Regions from separate parts of the Canis lupus genome. Here region 1 is linked to region 2. Evidence: chromatin contacts called from public Hi-C data. All regions are on one chromosome and are shown on one strand. Each heading gives the region's core, a stretch centred on a gene start, on an enhancer-like site or on the middle of the called end of the contact. The rest is flanking DNA. Distances are from core to core; before and after follow the strand shown.

Region 1 (4,905 bases), core at 1,986-4,485, 440 kb before region 2:
GAGAGAAGCAGACTCCAGACTTGATCTCAGGACCCTAACATCACAACCCTGAGATCATGACCTGAGCTGAAATCAAGAGTCAGACATTTAACCGACTGAGCCACCCAGGTGCTCCAATTTATTATAGTTTTATAATATGTTTTAATCCGGTATAGCAAGTTTGTCCTCATTTTAAAGAAAATGTTCTTATCCATTTGTTCCTCCAAGTAACATAGAAGAAGTTTAAAATCATTAATTTCCCAAAGAACTCCCATTGAGACATTTCATTAGAACTATTTTTAAATTACAAATGATTTAGAAAAGAACCTACATTGTTAGATTTTTCAGGTCTTCCCCCCAGGACCATGATTTGATGCTACTTATTAAATTTTCTTCTTAAGTTTCTCAGTGAACTTTTAATTTATCTCCCATGGAGCGCTCACACATTTTCTGTTACTTTTATTTTTAGGCATTTCATACTTTGTTATTTTTGCAAATGGAATTTTTCCCTTTTACTTTCCAGCTCATAATTGTTGGCACACAGAGTAACATTTTTGTAATATATTTCTGTTGTATCCAACCACCTTATTTACTATCTCATTCTTAGCATAGTATTTGCAAGTGATTGTTTTTTTAATTTCTAGTATCAAATCATAACATTTTCAAATAATGACAATTAAAAAAAAACCTTTCCTTCTTTCCAAGTGTTAAAAAAATCTTGTTTCTGAGGCGCCTGGGTGGCGCAGTTGGTTGAGAGCCTGAAGGCCTTGATCTCAGGGTCGTGATCTCAGGGTCATGATCTCAGGGTCGTAGAATTGAGCCCCATGACTAACTCTGCTCAGTGCAGTCAGCTTAAGATTCTCTAAAAAAAAAAAAAAAAACCCACAAAAACAAAAACAGAGAAACAAACCTCTCCTGCCCCTCCTCCCAAAATAAATAAATCTTTAAAAAAAAATCTTATTCCTAATGTATTTCTTTATTAAAATGTCCAGAACTCCAGGGCACCTGGGTGGCTCAGTGCTTGAGTGTCTGCCTTTAGCTCAGGGTGTGATCTCAGAGTCCTGGGATCCAGTCCTGCATCAGGCTCCCCGCGGGGAGCCTGCATCTCCCTCTACCTATGTCTCTGTTTCTCTGTGTCTCTCATGAATATATAAATAAAATCTTTTTTTAAAAAAATGTCCAGAACTTCAGATTATTAAATTTTTTAAAAGACCCTGCATTCTGGTTTTTACTGATTTTAACGAGAATGCCTTAATTGTCAAAATGAAAAGAATGGTATTGACTTATATTTTTATAGTCTGGACTGTGAATTATTCTGCTCCTGATATACCTTGAATTTCCTTTCAGTAATGATGACTGAATTATAAATGACTGTTCAGAGTCTATTAAGGTAACCATATATTTCCTAAATTTTCCTGTAGATTTCGGCATATAAAACAGTCAAGTTTCTTGGGGCACCCAGTGGCTCAGGTGGTTGAGCATCTGACTCTTGGTTTCGCTCAGGTCATGATCTTGTGGTGATGGGATCAAGCCCCACGTGGGATTCTATGTGGGGTCTGCCTCAAATTCTCTCTCTCCCCCTCCCTCCTGTTCACTATCTCTCTCTGTCTCAAATAAATAATAAATAAATAAATAAATAAATAAATAAATAAAGTCTTTAAAGAAAAAACAACAACAGGCTTCTTGATAGTCCAGGACATTTCCATTCTTGAGATAAATGCTGTTTGGTCCTAGGAATTGTTGCTGTTCCCTATCTGTGTGAGGAAACTGGTGCTTAAAATGACTGCCTGGGCAGAGGCAAAGGCAGAGGCAGGTCTGCAGGCTGTGCCACTGCCCTTTGCACCCCTCACCCTCAGCACCTTATACCACATACCACAGTAACTTGTTGCCATTTTACCAATGGAGAAATAGACGAGGTCGTAGTGTAAAAAAGTTGACCAAAGCAGCAAAGATGCCAGGACCGAAATCTTCGGTCTCTTGATCCAATCGATGGGTGTATATCTGAATTATGTTTGATTACACATGTGATCCTGGCTCCGATGTCTCCCTCTTCCTGAGAACTGGCCCCCTCCTGACCTTTTTTCTTTTCTGTAAACTCTCACTCCCAGGTTCCAGGAGAGTGCCTGCAAGGGACATGAATCCCTTTAGTCTTTTACCACTTCCCTCTTCACCAAATGGCCCAATCTGCTGCAAGCCCCCTACCCCAAAGGCATCCACCTATAGCCAACTCAGACCTGAAGGCTGAGACCAACGTGGCTCTAGGAATTCCAGGTCAGTGACTGGGCTCGCAGTGCTCCAAGCAGACTTCAACCTACATTTCCAAATGGAGGAAAGAAGAACTATCCTTTCTCTGGAAACAGTGAGCTTGAGGCACTAGTTACCTTGGGGAGCAGAGGGGCATGTGACGGTGCCCCCTGCGCTAGGATTTGGGGTTTGGCGCACAGACAGGCCCTGGCCCCTGCCAGTATATGCCCTGGGCATTGCCCTGGGGAAGAACTCGGCCCCATGAGCAGGCCACTGGGAGACCCTGACTGTGTGAACATTCAGAGGGTCCTCCTGCCCCTGGGGGCTTCCTGGAGGCGGTGGCCCTCAGGAGGAGCTCGCCTAGGCGGGCAAGTATTCGAAGCAGAGGGACTGGACTGATCTGTGCGTGAAGGCGGTGCGCCACAAAACTTGCTTTTAATGTATGCGTCTGTACTTCACCATCCCCCTCTTAAGAATAATTGTACTCAATCCAGAGCAAACAAGAGCACAGCCCAGATTTTAAATTTGAGAGACTGCCTCAGATGTTGTTTACTTGTCCCGATTTACATTCTTTCCCGGCCCCAACAAGACTACTTCCTTGCCCCGGCACTGTCAGGCTGCAGAGATAGGGGTTGGAGGGGCTGGGGAGGGAAGGTAAGGGGTGGCAGGGGAGTGGGGACGCCCCATATGCACATTTCCTGGCGGGGGGGAGGCTTTAACGTGAGGCGGAGCCGGCGGGCTCAGAGGAAGCGCCTCCCGGGGCGCCCCTTCTCCGCACCCAGCCCGGAGGGGTCCCCTGGCTCGCCCGGCTTCCCCGATACCGCGGGCTCCTCGGTGCCCGAGGCTGGCGCGCCCCCTGGCGGCCTTGCGGGGCACTGCGCCGGCCGAGCCTCGAGCGTCCTCCGGGGGCCGCGGGCTCCTGGGGACAGCGTCCCCCGCGGAATGTCTGCGGCCCCGAGGAAGACCACCCACCGGGACCCGGCAGAGATCGTCCCTCCCGCCACCCCCTGCAGCTCGCACTGGAGATCGCCCTGGCCAGCCCCGCCCTCCCTCTCCACGCATTTCTCCCGTCCTCTCCCTGCCTGTGTCCCGCTATGCACGTCCCACCCTGAGGACGTGTTAATGACTGGTTATTACTCCCTTTACCTGTAGCTTTACAGGCTATATCACCTCTTTCTTCCAGAGTCCAATTGCTTGGGTCTGAATGCTGGCTCTGAAGCTTCCAAGTCTGAGTTGGGGTCACTGATGACTTAATCCCCTTGTGCCTCGGCTTCCTCATCTGTGGAATGGGGATAATTGTAGCCCCTACGTGAGTTATTACATGTGTAGCAGACCTGTGCCCCCCCATATTCCCTGATGCCTCTCCTTTTCCCGGGTCTCCTGTCTCCACGTCCCCCAGGCGGCACCCGCTTTTCTGTGTTGCAGGGCTGGGCCAGTCTGCTGAAACCTGCCCAACCCACGTGCTGCAGCCTAGAAGTGCCAGCTAATCAGGGGATCTGTTTGCCTGAGTTAATCAAGGTTCTCCAGACAGAGCCAATAGTACGTACATTTATAATGTGTATATACATTATATCTACATATCCACACTAAGGAATTGGATCATATGGCTATGGAGGCTAAGTCCCAAGATCTACAAGTCAGCAAGCTGGGGGCTCAGAAGAGCTGCTGATGGTATAGTTCCAGCCCAGGTCGGCAGGTCTGCGACCCAGGAAAGCTGCTGCTACAGTTCCAATCTAAAAGTAGGGGGAGAAGATGATGTCACACCTTGAAGGCAGTCTGGCAGGAGGAGCTCCCTCTCGCTCAAAGGCAGGTCAACACTTTTGTTCTACTCATGCCTTCAACTGATCAGATAAAGCCCACTCACATTGGGAGAGCAATCTGCTTTAGTCAGCCATTGATTTAAATATTAATCTCATCCAAAAACATCCCCACAGAAATGCCCAGAATAATGTTTAACCAAATTTCTGAGCACCCTGAGCACCACCCAGTGGACACATATGAACATTCACTGACCCCAAGGGGCAAGTAAGGTACTTAAGAGGCCTTGTCCATGGGGTACCAGGGCTCCACTCTGACCCCTGTCTCCTTCTTGAGACCTGACCCTGAACTGGGAGCTCCTTACCACCTCTCTAGGCCTGACATCCATCCTTTGCATGAACTCACACAATTTCAGATCAGCTCATTCATCCTACCCACCCTTCACCCCAGCCCCAGTGCAAGAATTTGCTCTACAATATCCCTAATTCACATGTAGTTTTTCTACTTGGCTAAAATACCTCTTATTGCTGGAAGAGTCCATTCCTTCTCCAGGACTCTCAGAATAAACCATTATAGGGGGAAGAAAAAGGGGAAAAAAAAAAAAAAAAAAAAAGCTTGACAAGGAGAGATGCCTTCAAACTCACAAACATAAATTGGAAAAAAAAAAAAAAAGAATTTTCCCAAAAAAAGAAGTCACATATTTTTCTGCTCATGTTCTGGGCACACAGGAACATGCAATGAACTTAGCTCACCACATAGCCTTCAACATAGCACTTCATAACATATCAGCCTGACTGATAACAGGGTTGTGTGACCGTAATTAGATAATTATTTGTACATGGAAGTGTTTAGTGAATGGGGCTTGGTGAATAAGGGCTATAAATATATATATTAGGAGAGGATTCCATTAAAAATGAACTTAAG
Region 2 (4,556 bases), core at 1,679-4,178:
TCTCCCTCTGACTATATCTCTGGCTCTCTCTGTGTCTATTATGATAAATAAATAAAGTCTTAAAAAAGAAAATATGCAGCTGCTACATTCACGGCAAGCATTGCATGATGCATAGAATTGTTGAATTGCTATGTTGTACAACTGAAACGTTGTGTGTCAACTACACCTCAGTTTAAAAAAGCAAGGAAATGTGCAGCTAAGAACAACGGACAACACCACAGCTACATGTAGAGACCAACACTTAATGACTAGACCAAAGTACATCTCGGCAAATCCTATGTTGAAACCCCGGCCACCTGCTTGCCCTCCCTGGAGACTTTGGCACTCTGGACACTCCCCTCCTGCAACTGAGATGGTAAACCCTGGCAGCAAGGAGGCTCCCGTAATGGCCAAGAGTAAACTTCAATTGCCTGGTGAAATGAGGACTCACTGCTAAAATTCAAGGGGATTATTTAAAAAGCAGAAAAAAATTGAGCATGCTACTTCCTGCAAACTTTAGTCAATGGATGGAGATCCATGCCCATGTTCGTTTTGTTTAACCACAATGACAGGTGTTAGTGGATACCTCTCCCTTGCTCCTGATTTTAATGGGAATAAATCTGGTATTTGATGGTTTGGCATTTGCTATTGGATTCTTCATGTCTTTAAAGATCTTTTCATTTTTAAAAAGATTTTATTTATTTATTTGAGAGAGGGCAAGAGATCATAAGCAGAGGGAGCAGCAGAGGGACAGAGAAGCAACCCCTCATCCCCCGAGCAGAGAGCCCAGGCTCGATCCTAGGATGCTGAGATCATGATTCGAGCCAAAGGCAGATGCTTAACCGACTGAGCCCACTCAGATGCCCCAAAGATCTTGTTTTTAAGTAATCTCTATGCCTATCATGGGGTTTGAACTCACAACCCCGCGATAAAGGGGTTGTGAGTTCTACCCACTGAGCTCTACCCACTGAGCCAGTTAGGTGCCTCCTCTTCAAAGTTTTTTGTAATGTTAAGGTTTATCTATTTGAAGATGGCTTTAGAGTTTTGTCATTAAGTCAGGAATAGATGCTGAAGTCAGGGACGCCTGGGTGGCTCAGCAGTTGAGAGTCTGCCTTTGGCTCAGGGTGTGATCCTGGAGTCCTGGGATTGAGTCTCGCATTGAACTTCCCACGGGGAGCCTACTTCTCCTCCCTCTACCTTTGTCTCTCCCTCTCTCTGTGTGTTGCCCATGAATAAATAAATAAAATCTTTAAAAGAAACATTCATTTGGGGACACCTGGGTGACTCAGTGGTTGAGTGTCTGCCTTCGGCTCAGGGATCCTGGGATTGAGTCCTACATTGGGCTCCCCCATAGGGAGTATCTTCTCCCTATGCTACTCTCTTTCTGTGTCTCTCATGAATAAATAGACAAAATCTTTTTAAAAAAATCATTCATTTGGACAAGCTGTGATAAGGGGGTTATACTAGGTTTTTTTTTTTTTTAAGATTTTAATTATTTATTCATGAGAGACAGAGAGAGAGGCAGAGACATAGGCAGAAGGAGAAGCAGGCTCCATGCAGGGAGCCTGACATGAGACTATCCCGGGACTCCAGGATCACACCCTGGGCCAAAGGCAGGTGCTAAACCGCTGAGACACCCAGGGATCCCTATACTAGGTTTATAACATTTTCTCATGCTCTAGATTCTAGAATGTAAAAATTATCAACAGCCTTTCTTGAAGATTAGCTACATTTCCATACTATTGTCCATCTGGGTCCAAAATTTGGGTAAATAAGACCTTTGAGGACCTTCCTCCTATCCTCTAGAGTTAGTGGGTTTATTCGGGTTTTCCATTTCCTTTTGAGTCAATTTTAGTAACTTAAAAAAAAAGATTTTTAGAAATGTTACCCATTTAAGAGAGAGAGCATGAGCAGGGGGAGGGGCAAAGGGAGAGGGAGGAAACTTCCCACTGAGCAGGGAACCCCACTCGAGGCTCTATCCCAGGACCCCAGGATCATGACCTGAGCCAAAGGCAGATGCTTAAGCAACTGAGCCACCCAAGTGCCCCCAATTTTAGTAACTTACATTTTATTCTAAAAGGACATTTCATTTTCATGTTTAAATCTCACATCAAGCTGTACCTAACATTCTTGGGGCACCTAGCTGGCTCAGTTGGTAGAACACATGACTCTTGACTTTGGGGTTGTGACTTCTTTAATAATTAAGAGACTAATTTTTTTTTTTTTATTAAGAGACTATTCTAAAAAATAAATTAAGGGATGCCTGGGTGGCTCACCGGTTGAGCTCAAGTCTGCTTTGGCTCAGGATGTGATCCCAGGATCCGGGATTGAGTCCCACATCGGGCTCCCTGCATGGAGCCTGCTTCTCCCTCTGCCTGTGTCTCTCCCTTTCTCTCTGTGTATCTCCCATGAATAAATACATCTTTAAAAAAATTAAAATAAAAAGTTATACCTAACATTCTCTTTCCTGAGTGCCTACCTCTGAGTCCTGAGTTCATCTGAAAGCAGTATTCCTGGACTCCAAGTGGCCCCTCTGATGTCCTCTCCAATCTCGCCACAAACATGAAACTCCTCTTGGCATACATTTCCCGTTACTGGAAGCAATGTTCCTCTCATTTTCTCGCTCCATTTTCTTTTGTGTTCCCAAATCTTTTCATCTTTACCTAAAAGAGTCTGTTTTTATCCAGTGTCAGGAGTTTTATGTGCTTGATCAAAAGCTGGGATTTTCTATTCTAATCTTCTAGCCTCAGAGAAGGAACATCATACTTTCTGTGGGTTATTTGCCAGATTTAGAAGATGAGCTGAGAGTGAAGAGGAGGGCTGGACCCCTATCTGGGGTCAGAGATGGGAGGCTCCCCTCTTTCCCCTGGCACAGAGGACTCTCCAAGATCTCACCTGCCTGCATCCCTTCTCAGGCCCCTCCTATTACAATGTACCAGCCATAACGGAGTCAGGTGGTTCTCAGGCAGCACCTGCTTTGCCGCCTCTCACCTTGCTGTCAGGGCTGCCCCCACTGCCCAGGATGCTGGTGTGGCTTCCTGACTTGACAGGTGCTTCCCTGAGTTTTTGATTTATGATTATCTAAGCCATACATTTATGTTTTGCGTGCTTTTCTGTACGTTATATTTCACAATGAAAAGAGTTGAAAAAGAATATTTATGTAGCTTTATATATGCACTTTTTTTCTAAAAGAATACAATGGCAAACTATTAATGGGGGGGGCGTTTTTTTATTTAATACAGCTCCATACTTAAATAAATTAGTTTTTCAAAGCCTGGGAAATGACCAGGTAGCCCAGAAACCCCAGGTTGACCCCAGATGACCAGAGACACTCTCACAGTCTTGGCTATGTCCAGACAGATTTCAACATGCAGCTGTCTCCTTCCTGGACTACAGACAACCTACAGACAAGCAGCCTTTGACCTGCTGCCTTCTACCCTCATTGCAGACTGTCAATTACTCACCATGTTTTGAACTTCAGGACCTAATCTTTGCCAGGTCTGGCTCTATAGGGCTTTCTAAGGATCTCAAAGAGCAACAAGACAGCCTTAGAAAAGAAAACCAAAAAAACCTTCAAATACAATTAGTTCTCATCCAATTTCCCTTAGAAAAGAAAAATGAGTCCTTTCCAGGGTAGAGATTTGAAAAGGAAGGAAGCTATTCTGTTTGAGAGTGTCATAACATATATTTATTGAGTACGTTTGCTAGACAAGTCAGTGAGGGAAGTGGTGCTCAGGTCTCCTGACTTGGCGAGGTCAGAAGTGTGAGCAAAGGCTGGACAACCGGGTCTAATAATAGCATGATTTTATGCAGGACCCCTCAAAACACATGGAATTGGTGATGCCAAGGACCTCTAAAAGTAGGGACAGGGATCCCTGGGTGGCGCAGCGGTTTGGCGCCTGCCTTTGGCCCAGGGCGCGATCCTGGAGACCCGGGATCGAATCCCACGTCGGGCTCCCGGTGCATGGAGCCTGCTTCTCCCTCTGCCTGTGTCTCTGCCTCTCTCTCTCTCTGTGACTATCATAAATAAATAAAATAAAAAATAAAAAATAAATAAAAGTAGGGACAGAGGTCAAGCGTACATGAGTGGACTGGCTAAAAATCTAGTTAAGAATTAGACTTTAGGGATCCCTGGGTGGCGCAGCGGTTTAGCGCCTGCCTTTGGCCCAGGGCATGATCCTGGAGACCCGGGATCGAATCCCATGTTGGGCTCCCGGTGCATGGAGCCTGCTTCTCCCTCTGCCTATGTCTCTGCCTCTCTCTCTTTCTGTGTGACTATCATAAATAAATAAAAATTAAAAAAAAAAAGAATTAGACTTTAGAAAAAAAATAAAAAAAAAAAAAAGAATTAGACTTTGGGGCAGCCCAGGTGGCTCGACGGTTTGGCACTGCCTTTGACCCAGGGTGTGATCCTGGAGACCTGGGATCAACTCCCACGTCAGGCTCCCTTCTTGATTCTTCCATAGCAAGTGTCGCTTTCTAACTTGCTGATTTTATTTATCTATTATGTGTTTTTTCATCATTCCATTCCACTCCGTCACTCCACCCTACTTAGAAGGGCAGACATTGGGACACCT

The links. A called contact is a pair of places that touch in the nucleus more often than the background predicts.
Region 1: a contact with region 2 is called in a Hi-C map of skin fibroblasts, with 7 times the contacts expected there. The contact joins two enhancer-like sites. A contact is called at or near these places in 2 of 9 Hi-C or Micro-C datasets (amygdala and skin fibroblasts).

The regions. Positions count from the first base shown.
Region 1 is chr24:17,396,366-17,401,270 of UU_Cfam_GSD_1.0, reverse strand. No RefSeq gene overlaps it. Among named protein-coding and RNA genes, the nearest start is that of PRNP, 99 kb to the right of the region's middle. Within about 2 kb of position 3,235, at least 3 of the 20 cell types and tissues checked have an H3K27ac peak or open chromatin away from gene starts, as enhancers often do.
Region 2 is chr24:16,957,198-16,961,753 of UU_Cfam_GSD_1.0, reverse strand. No RefSeq gene overlaps it. Among named protein-coding and RNA genes, the nearest start is that of TMEM230, 22 kb to the right of the region's middle. Within about 2 kb of position 2,928, at least 2 of the 20 cell types and tissues checked have an H3K27ac peak or open chromatin away from gene starts, as enhancers often do.